Linked DNA regions of Sus scrofa: region 1 is linked to region 2. Evidence: chromatin contacts called from public HiChIP or PLAC-seq data. All regions are on one chromosome and are shown on one strand. Each heading gives the region's core, a stretch centred on a gene start, on an enhancer-like site or on the middle of the called end of the contact. The rest is flanking DNA. Distances are from core to core; before and after follow the strand shown.

Region 1 (5,099 bases), core at 1,235-3,734, 380 kb before region 2:
CGCCCAGGAAAACAGCACTTCTGAGATCAAGCTGCTCTCGGCTTTCTTCAGGAGCTGGGGTGGGGAAGCTATTATGTCTCTACTTAAAGATGATTCTTTCCCCCTCAGAGGAAGCACAGAGAAGGCCAGGGGCAGTGTCCCTTAGGTCCTCCATCACTGAGCTTCAGTCGGGGCAGAGAGTCAGCAAATGGGGACAAACACACTGGCACAGGGGATGTCATGTCACTTTGAGAGGGCTCCCAGCCCTCCTCTCTCTGGGAAAACTCGGAGCTGCTGGTCCCCCATTCTGGTCCTTCACGGCTCCACATAGACCTTCAGACACAGACCACCCTCTTCTTGGGGGAGTCATAGTAAGGGGGGAAGGAGCATGCCTCTCCTTGCCTAGAGCCCAAAGTCAGGCCTCTGTTCTGCCCTCACCAACTACGTCACCTTGTGCAAGTGAGTTTGTCTTTCTGATTCTCACTGTTCTTATTTGTCAGATGAGATAATACCCTTGCCTCCCCCACAGAGCCATGGGGAGTGGCCCACAGTATTTAGCATCATGCCTGGTATACACCTATTCCCCAGACGTGTTGGCTATTTCTTCCTTAAATTGTTTTTCACATTTTAAGTTCTGAAAACAGTACTTGCTCAGTGAAAGAACCTTACAAATACTGGACTGTGTATACAAAGGAAGGAAGGAAAGAAGGGGGAGGGAACAATGAAGAGAAAAAGAAAGCGTCTCCTCATCCTCTCTTCCAAGAGGTGAAAGCCATTCAAACCTGGTACATCCCTCTCCAGTCCGTTATTTACGTACATACAATCGTTTGATCATATGTTATGTACTTAGGCCCTTTTATTTTTATCTTTTCCAAAAAATAGAATCTCAACATACAAAACATCCAGTAATTCACTTTTTCTGCTTTGTGTGTAGTGGAGATAACATCACGATAGAACAGAGAGACTGTCTTTTCCTCTGTAGACTGAAGAGAGGCATATCTGTTCCTCCACATTCTACGGCGTAACTAGGCCACCTTTCAGCCAACCCATTGCCCAGGGACTGACGGGCAGGTTGCTGCTCGTTGCTTGCTTTGACTAACAATGCCAAGATAAGCATTATTGGCTGGACCTCTCTGTTCTCATCCAGCAGTTTCTACTTATGAAAAAATCCTAGAGGAGGAATTTATGACAAACTCCAAAAGATAGGCATTTTTTTTTTTTTTAGAGAAATGGCTAAATTTTGCTTTTCAAGTCATGGAGTTGTTCACACCAAACAACAGTGTTTGAGAGGACATTTTCCCCCCTGCATGATATGGGGTACCACAATTAAATATTTCTTAAGTTTCTTTGGAAGTGTCATGCAGATGGAACCCACTGAAAGACTTTTTGCTTTCTGGCCACCATCAAATAGTTTTCAGCCTACAAACTTCTATAGCCACAGCCTCAGATGTGCCTACGTTTATTGAGCTCCTGGATGACCATGAGCTGCTCTCATCAGGCAAACCCTCATGTACATGGAGAGTAATAAAGAAATGGGAACAGGAGTTCTCAGGTTTGTAAATTAGATATTTCTTTCATGAAGGTCACACCTGATCTTCAGTGCCAGAATTTCTCTTATAAATTGTCACCCAATTATTGGAAGCATTTAGCTTCAGAAAGGACCCAGCCTGCTTTGCATTGGCAAGAAAGGGCAGGATTTATGCATCCTGGTTCACGGTTTCATGCCAACTTCTGAGGAGAGTCTTTCTCTAGCCAGATTTGGACAATACACCTACCTCTCCAGAACTTGACAATTGATGGATTCTCTAACTGATGAAATGACCCCAGAAAAAGTAGAGAATTGCATTATCTTCCCAACAGACCATGACAAAATCAATTTCTTTTCACAGCATTTTCTCACAGTTCAGAAAAAATTGAAGACAATTTTTCTCGATGTTACCATCCAAAATATCTCATATTTTCAGCTTTCAGGGAGGTCTAATTATCCTAATAATGACCAACTTTATGGAGAAAGGGAGAGAACACTGGGGGAAATTTGTCAGTGAGTGAATTATCTGTATCCTTTGTAGCAGAGCCAGGGTCAAATTTTCATCAATAGCAGAGGGATCAGAGACCTGCTAGAACTAAACTACTGACTTAAAAGGAAGTCCTGATTCCTAGTCTTGATCCCTCCACTGACCAGCTGTATGACCTGGGGAAAATGACCTAACCTTTCCAAGGTTCAGTTTTTTCATATGCAAAGTCTTTGCCTACCTCATACCATGGTAATGAGGAGAAATACTATCATGGGTATAAAAAAATGTGCTGTCTACTGGGAAACACAGAGACATGAAAGGTACGGTTATTACTTGGTTTTAAAATCTAGCCTTCATTTTATGGTGTCTGATTTTCTTGGCATTCATAAAACTTAGAAACCAATAATAAAGCTATGCTGTCAAGAGTACAATTAAGGACAGCTTGGAAAACTGCCCAGCTCCTGAGCATTTGATCTCAGTGGAATACAGCACATCTGAAAGAGCTGTTGAAGCAGGAGCCAGATTTCTGGGGAGGCCCTTCCATGTGTCCCTGTCCATCCCGTCCCATGTCCCATTCTTCTTCCCACTCCTCAGCAATTTCCTCTGTGCCATCTCCTCCAACCTTAAGGGTCTATGATCCCAAGATCAAGGTTTGTCCGGGGAGGGGGGTTGAGGAGAGGGAGGGTTGGCCCAAGGCAGATTCTACTTTTCATTTCTCCCTTTCCCACCCACCTCACTCACTCATGCAAATAAATGCTAAGAAAAGTCTTGAAGGAGGATCACAGGGTCTCTGGTTCAGGTTCAGGAGAGAAAGGGAGGGCTGTTTATTAGATCATCAGATCCTCCCTTGACTATGACTGGGGGGATCTACCTTGCCACCCTCACCATCTTTCCAGAAGCTCGTAGGGAGGGCTCTCCTGGACACCTCAAGAGTCAAAGTGAACACGTTTCTCACTGGCTACCTTGCTCCTGGATTCCTGTGCATGTTTACCCACTGATCAAATTCTGAGCGATTTAGGGAACAAAGCAGAAAGGGAGATATAGTTTTGCATGTAAGTAAGCAGCTCTCAGATTGCTTTCCCATCCAGAAGGTTAACCCATCCTACAAATACCAATGTGCCCATCTTCTCATGTCTCCTGTGTCCCAGCAGTGGGACACATTCCCCCTGATGATAAGGACTCAGCAAGGGGCCACCCAACAAGCTCCATGAGTGAGAATGGCCCATCCCCACCTGCCAAGGCCGAGTCACAGGCTTGCTGTCACTGCAGGTCACCGCAATGTCACTTCCCATAGATCTCTGCAGGAATCTCAGGCACCGTCCCCCTACCCTGAGGCCCACTGATGTAGCCACTGCAGCAAGTAGTTCTGGTTAGTTCTGAAATAAAGGAACTTAGGCCAGAGTTCTCACAAGAAACAGGGAACATGGCCAGGGGGCCATAGGGCTAGGGAGGTGAGACAGTTCAAATAAACAAAAGGACTTTACAGCAATGCTCTGGGAACCTACTCAGCCCGTCTAACTTCCTGGAAGGTTGTAACTACCGTCTAGAGGGACCCCCAAAATTCCCTGTGCACAGCACCCGTGTCCTGCCCAGCATTCATGTTGCTTTCCTCTCTGCTAAGAGACGGAATAAGCCTGTTCTCTGTTGCTAATTCAGTTTCAATGTCTTATTTTTTATGAATTCGTATTCTTGTGACCTGGTAGCATGTGTGAAATAATTTAAAATATTTCATTTGATACATTCGTTAGAATTCTCAGATGGTGGCATGAAAGCATTGTGGAACATTTGCTTGTAGATGTATGGTGTGTATGTGGCGGGGGTATGTGTAGTATATAGTGTATGTTGTATGTGGTGTGTGGGGGGTGGTATGTGTGATATATGTTGTGTTGCATGTGGTGTGTGTGTGTATGGTATGTGTGCATGGTGTGGTGTGTGTGGTGCATAGTGCATGTTGCATTGCATGTGGTATGTGATGTGATTAAGTGTGTGGTTTGTGTGTGAGCGTGCACAGGTACACATGGGTCCACGAGCATGCACACACTTGTGAGCCTGTGTCCTCTACACTGTGCAGTGGAACAGGAACAGAACTGGGAAAACAGAGAAACCTCACAAGTTTAATGCAATACGAAAGATGCTAAACTCACAGATCAATTCATCCATCAGAGAACCATTTATAAACGGTTCAAATACTCAAAATGCATCTTCTTTTTATGCCTGTGCCTGCAGCACAAGGAAGTTCCCAGGCCAGGGACTGAACCCATGCCACAGCAGTGACAACACTGCATCCCTAACCTCCTGTGCCACCAGGGAACTCCATTAAAACGCATCTTTAAAAATGATACAAATGAACTTATTTACAAAACTCTACAGACTCACAGACTTTGAAAAAAAAAAAAAACAGCTACCAAAGGGGAAGGGTAGCGGGGGAGGGACAGCAAGCACACAACTGTATATGGAACAGATGATCAATGGGGACCCATTGAGTAGGGGACGCTACTCAATGCTCTGTGATAACCTATATGGGAAAAGAGTCTGAAAAAGAATGGATATGTGCAGTGTATAACTGAATCACTTTGTCGTACAGCAGAAATTAACACAACATTATAAATCAACTACACTTAAAAAATTAATTAAAAATTTTAAAAACTTAAAAAGCACATCTTGACTTGGCACATATGTGGGAGGAAACCTACATGGAAAACCAGGACTGCCTGGCAGAGGATGCATCTTTTATTCATCCACTTGATACATAGTCACAGAACTCCCATGAGCATCCACTGCTGTGCCTGGACCATTGGCTACATGTTGAAGAACCACCGAAACAGGTCCCTGCCTTCGCAGGCATGCAGTCTAGCAGGAGAGAGCTCATGACAGTGCAGCCTGAGAAGTGCTTTGACAGAGGACATCCAGGGAACTCTAGTGGAAATGAATACATACAAGCTTAAGAAAAATTTTTAATTTTTTCTGTTCAAAATTCATCATTATCTGCAATTTTCAAGGTGGATTTTGAGACAATATTTAAATCTTTTATATTAAGGAATGTTTCAAACATACCAAAGAATATGTGTGGCATATAACTTACATCCAAGGTATAAAATAAGCATT
Region 2 (4,454 bases), core at 1,534-4,033:
TTCCAACCATTCTGTACTGAGACAAAAATTCTGTTTTTCATTTTCAGTACAGTATCCAATAAATGACTTGGAATAGTCAATACTTTATTATAAAGTGATTTTGCTCAACTGTAGGTTAACAGTTGTGTTCTGAGAATGCTTGCGGCAGGCTGGGCTAAGCTGTGATGTTCAGTAGGTTGGGTTTTTTGTTGTTGTTGTTGTTGTTGTTGTTTTGTTTTGTTTTTTAATGGCTGCATCCATGGCATATGGAAATTCCTAGGCCAGGGATTGAACCTAGCCCCTGCAGCGACCTGAGCCACTGCAGTTGGATTCTTAACCCACTGCGCCACAGTGGGAACTCTGTAGGTTAAGTGTTTTAAAGGCATTTTCAGCCTATGATATTTTCAATTCAGGATGGATTTATTGGGGCATAAACCCCATCATAATTCAAGGACGATCTGAATTATATATCAGTTACAACCACAGATCAACAGTGATTTTTTTTAAAAAGGCACTTCAGTTGTCAATGAGATGTGCGTATTTACCCAGCCTAGTTTTTTAGAGCAGAAAACTGAAAGCTGATTTCATCATCCATCTCAAATATTCTAACATTTAGGGAAGCTTGTGGGCACCAGTTCCAAAAGACTATGGGATGTTTGTCTTTGGAGCAAAGAAGTAAAATTTAGCAGAGGAGATTATTTTTTTTTTCTTTTGGCTTTGTATAGTTTTGCATACATATATAAAATTCTAATCCAGTCCTTTTTTCAAACGTGTGAAAATAGGAAAAGAGAAACATCATGTAGGAGCCTTTTCAACTCTGCTAAAGATTCAGTAAGATGTCTCCATATGAAGTCTTGAGGTAGCCGCTGTTATTTACAGAACCACCACGTAAACATTCGCAATTGACTTACAGAGTATTTAAAAACCCAGGCAGCCAGCACGCCTATGTTTGAGACTGCATGGGGTAATTCCACCAGAAGGTTTGATCCAAGGTTGAATTCCCTGTTGCCCTCTAAAGTTCAGTATTCGGCAAGAAAGAAGAAAAGTGAATTTGATAGTGGACATTTTCCATGCTCCTGTATTTAAAATTCAGGAGGCAAATTGACATTTTAATTGCACACAGATACAGGAAACTGGAGACATAAAGCGTTCATTTTTCCTTAGCTTGAAAGTTTATATCGGAAGCCTCTATATTTCACACAAAATATTGCTCTTTGGCACATGAAATCTGATGGTTTCAGAAAAGAAGAATTAAGTCTTCCTGTGATCCAGCTTATAAATGCATCCGAACCACACCTTCAATACGATAATGCTTTTTATTTCCCCGGTGTCCTGGTGTTAGAACTCTTTGGCACTAGCTGTGATGCCGGGGCTCTGGGTTCCCTGCAGGGGTAATAATGGCCTTACTTGCTGGTGGGATCACACGTGGGGAGGGTGCGGAATGAACTCTCACCCCCTCCTCTGGCATTCAACTCAGCCCCGCGACTCTGAGGGCTTAGGAAAAAGCTTAGAGTGAAGAATTGTTTTCTCTGAGAGCTATGCCCAAACATTCCTGCTCAAGCAGACAGTCATCAGTTAATCTCTATAAATGACTACGATTTTGGCAGGTGTCAGCTGGTGCAGAAATTGCTCACATGTTGAAACTTTTTTTTTTAAGTGCAGGGCAACGAGAGGGGTTTAAAAAAAAACATTTTTTTTTTTTTCCCTTCGTTGTGCCTGGCCACAGTAGTGGCTTACCTGTAAAATCACTTATTCCTCTTGGTTTCTTGGTGGCACATGGTCCCCAAGCTTGGTGGCTGAGGCAGACACAACTGAAGGCCTCTCTTCAAAGGTTGGCTGGAGACTCCAAAACACCGAATGACATGTGTTCAGAATGATCTGGTACATATCATTCCCCACGATGATCACCCACTGTCCTTGACATGGTGTTCTTCAAAAATGCCACTGGGTGCCCAAGGAATGTGAAATTTAGAAATGGGTACAAGACCTGCCAGCAGCCTCTGCACCATAACTTTGCCAACTGGCATTCTTTCTGAAGTGGTAGAACTTTCCAGAATCATTTTTCCTGCCGCCTTCTCTCCTTGACTCCCCATACCAGGCATTAGGTCGTGGTAGCCATTTAAAAGATTATTATGCTTTGGGTGGCTTTTGAGTTGAAATCGTTTGCTGTTCTGCAAGAAAACTTCAGGAAGTTGAAAGGGAGGAGTCAAAGAAAGCTCCATCCGGAGACAACGAGTGACTCGATGATTGAAATAGAACGTTCTAGAAAAAGATGTTTTCGTACTTCTGAAGGAAAGGGATGACAGGGGTTGTTCCGGGACCTGGCCCCATGGCCTTTCGCCCACAAGACCGGTGCTTAAAATACTCCGCCGGTAAGAGGCCTCTCGCATGTGTGCTGGGCCCTCGTGACTCAGCTGCTTGTGTTCAGACCGAGTGTTGCGGGCTGTGGGGCTGAATCAGAGTCCAGTTTTGCCTTGGTGACACATGAAAAGAGGGAGCGTTGCATTTGAACCACACAAATATTATGCTTAAGTATTTTTCCTCCTTTCGGAGCCAAACAGGTCTTGTTCGTGATAAAAATCACTGCAATATAGTGGGTCCTTTTTCTGGTCTGGAATTTGAGACAGTGTCAGCTGTGCCAAGGGGGCTGGCAGCAGGAAGAAATGGCAAGCCACGGAGATTTGGAACCATAATACAAGTTATAAAATTTAATTTTATAATTGTAGCCATTGGGAGCTGGGCTCAAAAGTCCCTCTCCCACCCCCACCCCACCCCCGGCTGGGGGGCGTGGAGTCAAGGAATCCTCTTTCTCACTGAGGTCTGGGGCCAGGAGGCTGCTCCTCCAATCTTGTTTGGAGGCCACTTGACAATCGGGTGGTTTTGTGAAACCGGTCAATGACTCTTTCTTTGAACCATGGGAGTGAGGCAGGAGCAGAAGGGCAGCCTCTTTGAAAGAGGATTGAATTGGCTGAGCCCCATTATGGCTCCATTAGTACAAGGAGCCTCAGCTCCACTGGGCAGGCCTGAGTCTCTGGTTTAAAGACATTTTGGTGAAGGATTAAGGGAGGAAGCGGGAGCCCCAACCCTTCTCCAAGGAATGACTTCTGCTCTCTGCATCCTGGTGATGGTGATTTTGACCAGAGCAAGGAAATTTACTGTCGATACAGATGCCAAGGGGCCCACCCGCACCTTGGATTCCTGAGGCCCCAGGCTTGTCCAGTGTGCTGGTGGCTCCCTTGGGGCTCCAGTGAGCTCTGCCTGCTGGGAAACTTGGACTGAATGAGTCCAGGGCTACACCACACTTGGGGTGCACTTGGAGAAGTGGGCTTCAGAAAAGAAAGGATGCTGGCGCAAAGCTTGCAAGCAGAGGAGGGGGTGGGTGGCAAGGGGCTGCCCATCCTGGGCACTTAACAGGAAATCTGACCTCCCCGGGCTGTGGGTTTGCAGCTACACCTCATTTCCTGTTGTAAGGGGCACGCCTCTAAGCTCCAGGGCCCACTTTGCTGCCTCTGAAACCTGCCGGTGGTTGGGTGTGGAGTTGGGGCAGCTGTTCCCATGCCACCAAGAGGGCTCCTTTCCTGCCCGCCTCAGCTCAGCCCACAGAGATGCCATAAGCCAATTAATGCCCCTTCTCTCCCTCCCACCATCACCACCGCCACCAAGCCCTGTATGCCCACTGCGTTCCACACAGTGGAGATGGATGCAGGGAGTCGGGGTGGGTGCCAGGCCCAGACCGGCGGAACACCCAGTGGCCAGTGCGACAAAACGGGCCCCAGTCTGCTGTGGGGAAAAATGGCCCCGAATTCCCAACGGGAACAGCTACCTGTGCAAAACTCTCCAGCGGATCCACGTTGGGGGTGAGGGGAGAGGGAGGGGAAAGAGGAGAAAAGCCCGAATTTTAGCAAATCCACAATACATTTTCTGATCTCTTCCCTCCCTCCTTCCCTGCCTCCCTCTCCCTTCCCCACCTCCTCCCCGCAATAGGACATCGTCAGAAACTAGATGATCAGCCCAAGCCCGGGAGCTTGTCCTTTTCCGAGCGGCTCAGTGAACTGGAGCAGCTGCGGCGCACGGCCATGAGGGTCAGCCCACACCACCCAGCCCCCACACCCAACCCTCGGGCCTCCTTGAACCACTCCACTGCCTTTAACCCTCAGCCTCAGAGTCAGATGCAGGGTAAGTACCCGGACGGAGCCCGCTTCCTGCCTCACTCCCCCCACCCCACCCCCGCCACCCCCAGCCCTGGGGCAGAACCCTCCTAGTCCAATCCTGGCTTCTCCTTCATACTCAGGAAGGGTGGTCCCTCAACCAGCAGCCTGGGAGCTGGTTAGCAGCAGAGTCTCGGCTGCCCCAGACCTACTGAGTCAGATCTGCATTGTAAGAAGATCCCCTGATTTAGAGGCACTGCTGCATAGGATACCGAGAGGATACGGACAGATCTGTATCACTCTGCCGATAAGATCTTTAATTTTTTA

The links. HiChIP or PLAC-seq counts read pairs in DNA pulled down with a chosen protein or histone mark.
Region 1: an H3K27ac HiChIP or PLAC-seq map of skeletal muscle shows a contact between it and region 2. The contact joins two enhancer-like sites. A contact is called at or near these places in 2 of 2 datasets of contacts at active chromatin or transcription factors (alveolar macrophages and skeletal muscle).

What each region holds. Positions count from the first base shown.
Region 1 is chr13:198,793,481-198,798,579 of Sscrofa11.1, reverse strand. No RefSeq gene overlaps it. Among named protein-coding and RNA genes, the nearest start is that of RUNX1, 160 kb to the right of the region's middle. Within about 2 kb of position 2,484, at least 1 of the 83 cell types and tissues checked has an H3K27ac peak or open chromatin away from gene starts, as enhancers often do. A contact at or near this core is called in skeletal muscle, where this site is marked.
Region 2 is chr13:198,415,595-198,420,048 of Sscrofa11.1, reverse strand. RUNX1 (runt related transcription factor 1) reads left to right here. Exons shown (of 8, transcript NM_001246252.1): 6 at 3,964-4,155. Among named protein-coding and RNA genes, the nearest start is that of CLIC6, 170 kb to the right of the region's middle. Within about 2 kb of position 2,783, at least 14 of the 83 cell types and tissues checked have an H3K27ac peak or open chromatin away from gene starts, as enhancers often do. A contact at or near this core is called in skeletal muscle, where this site is marked.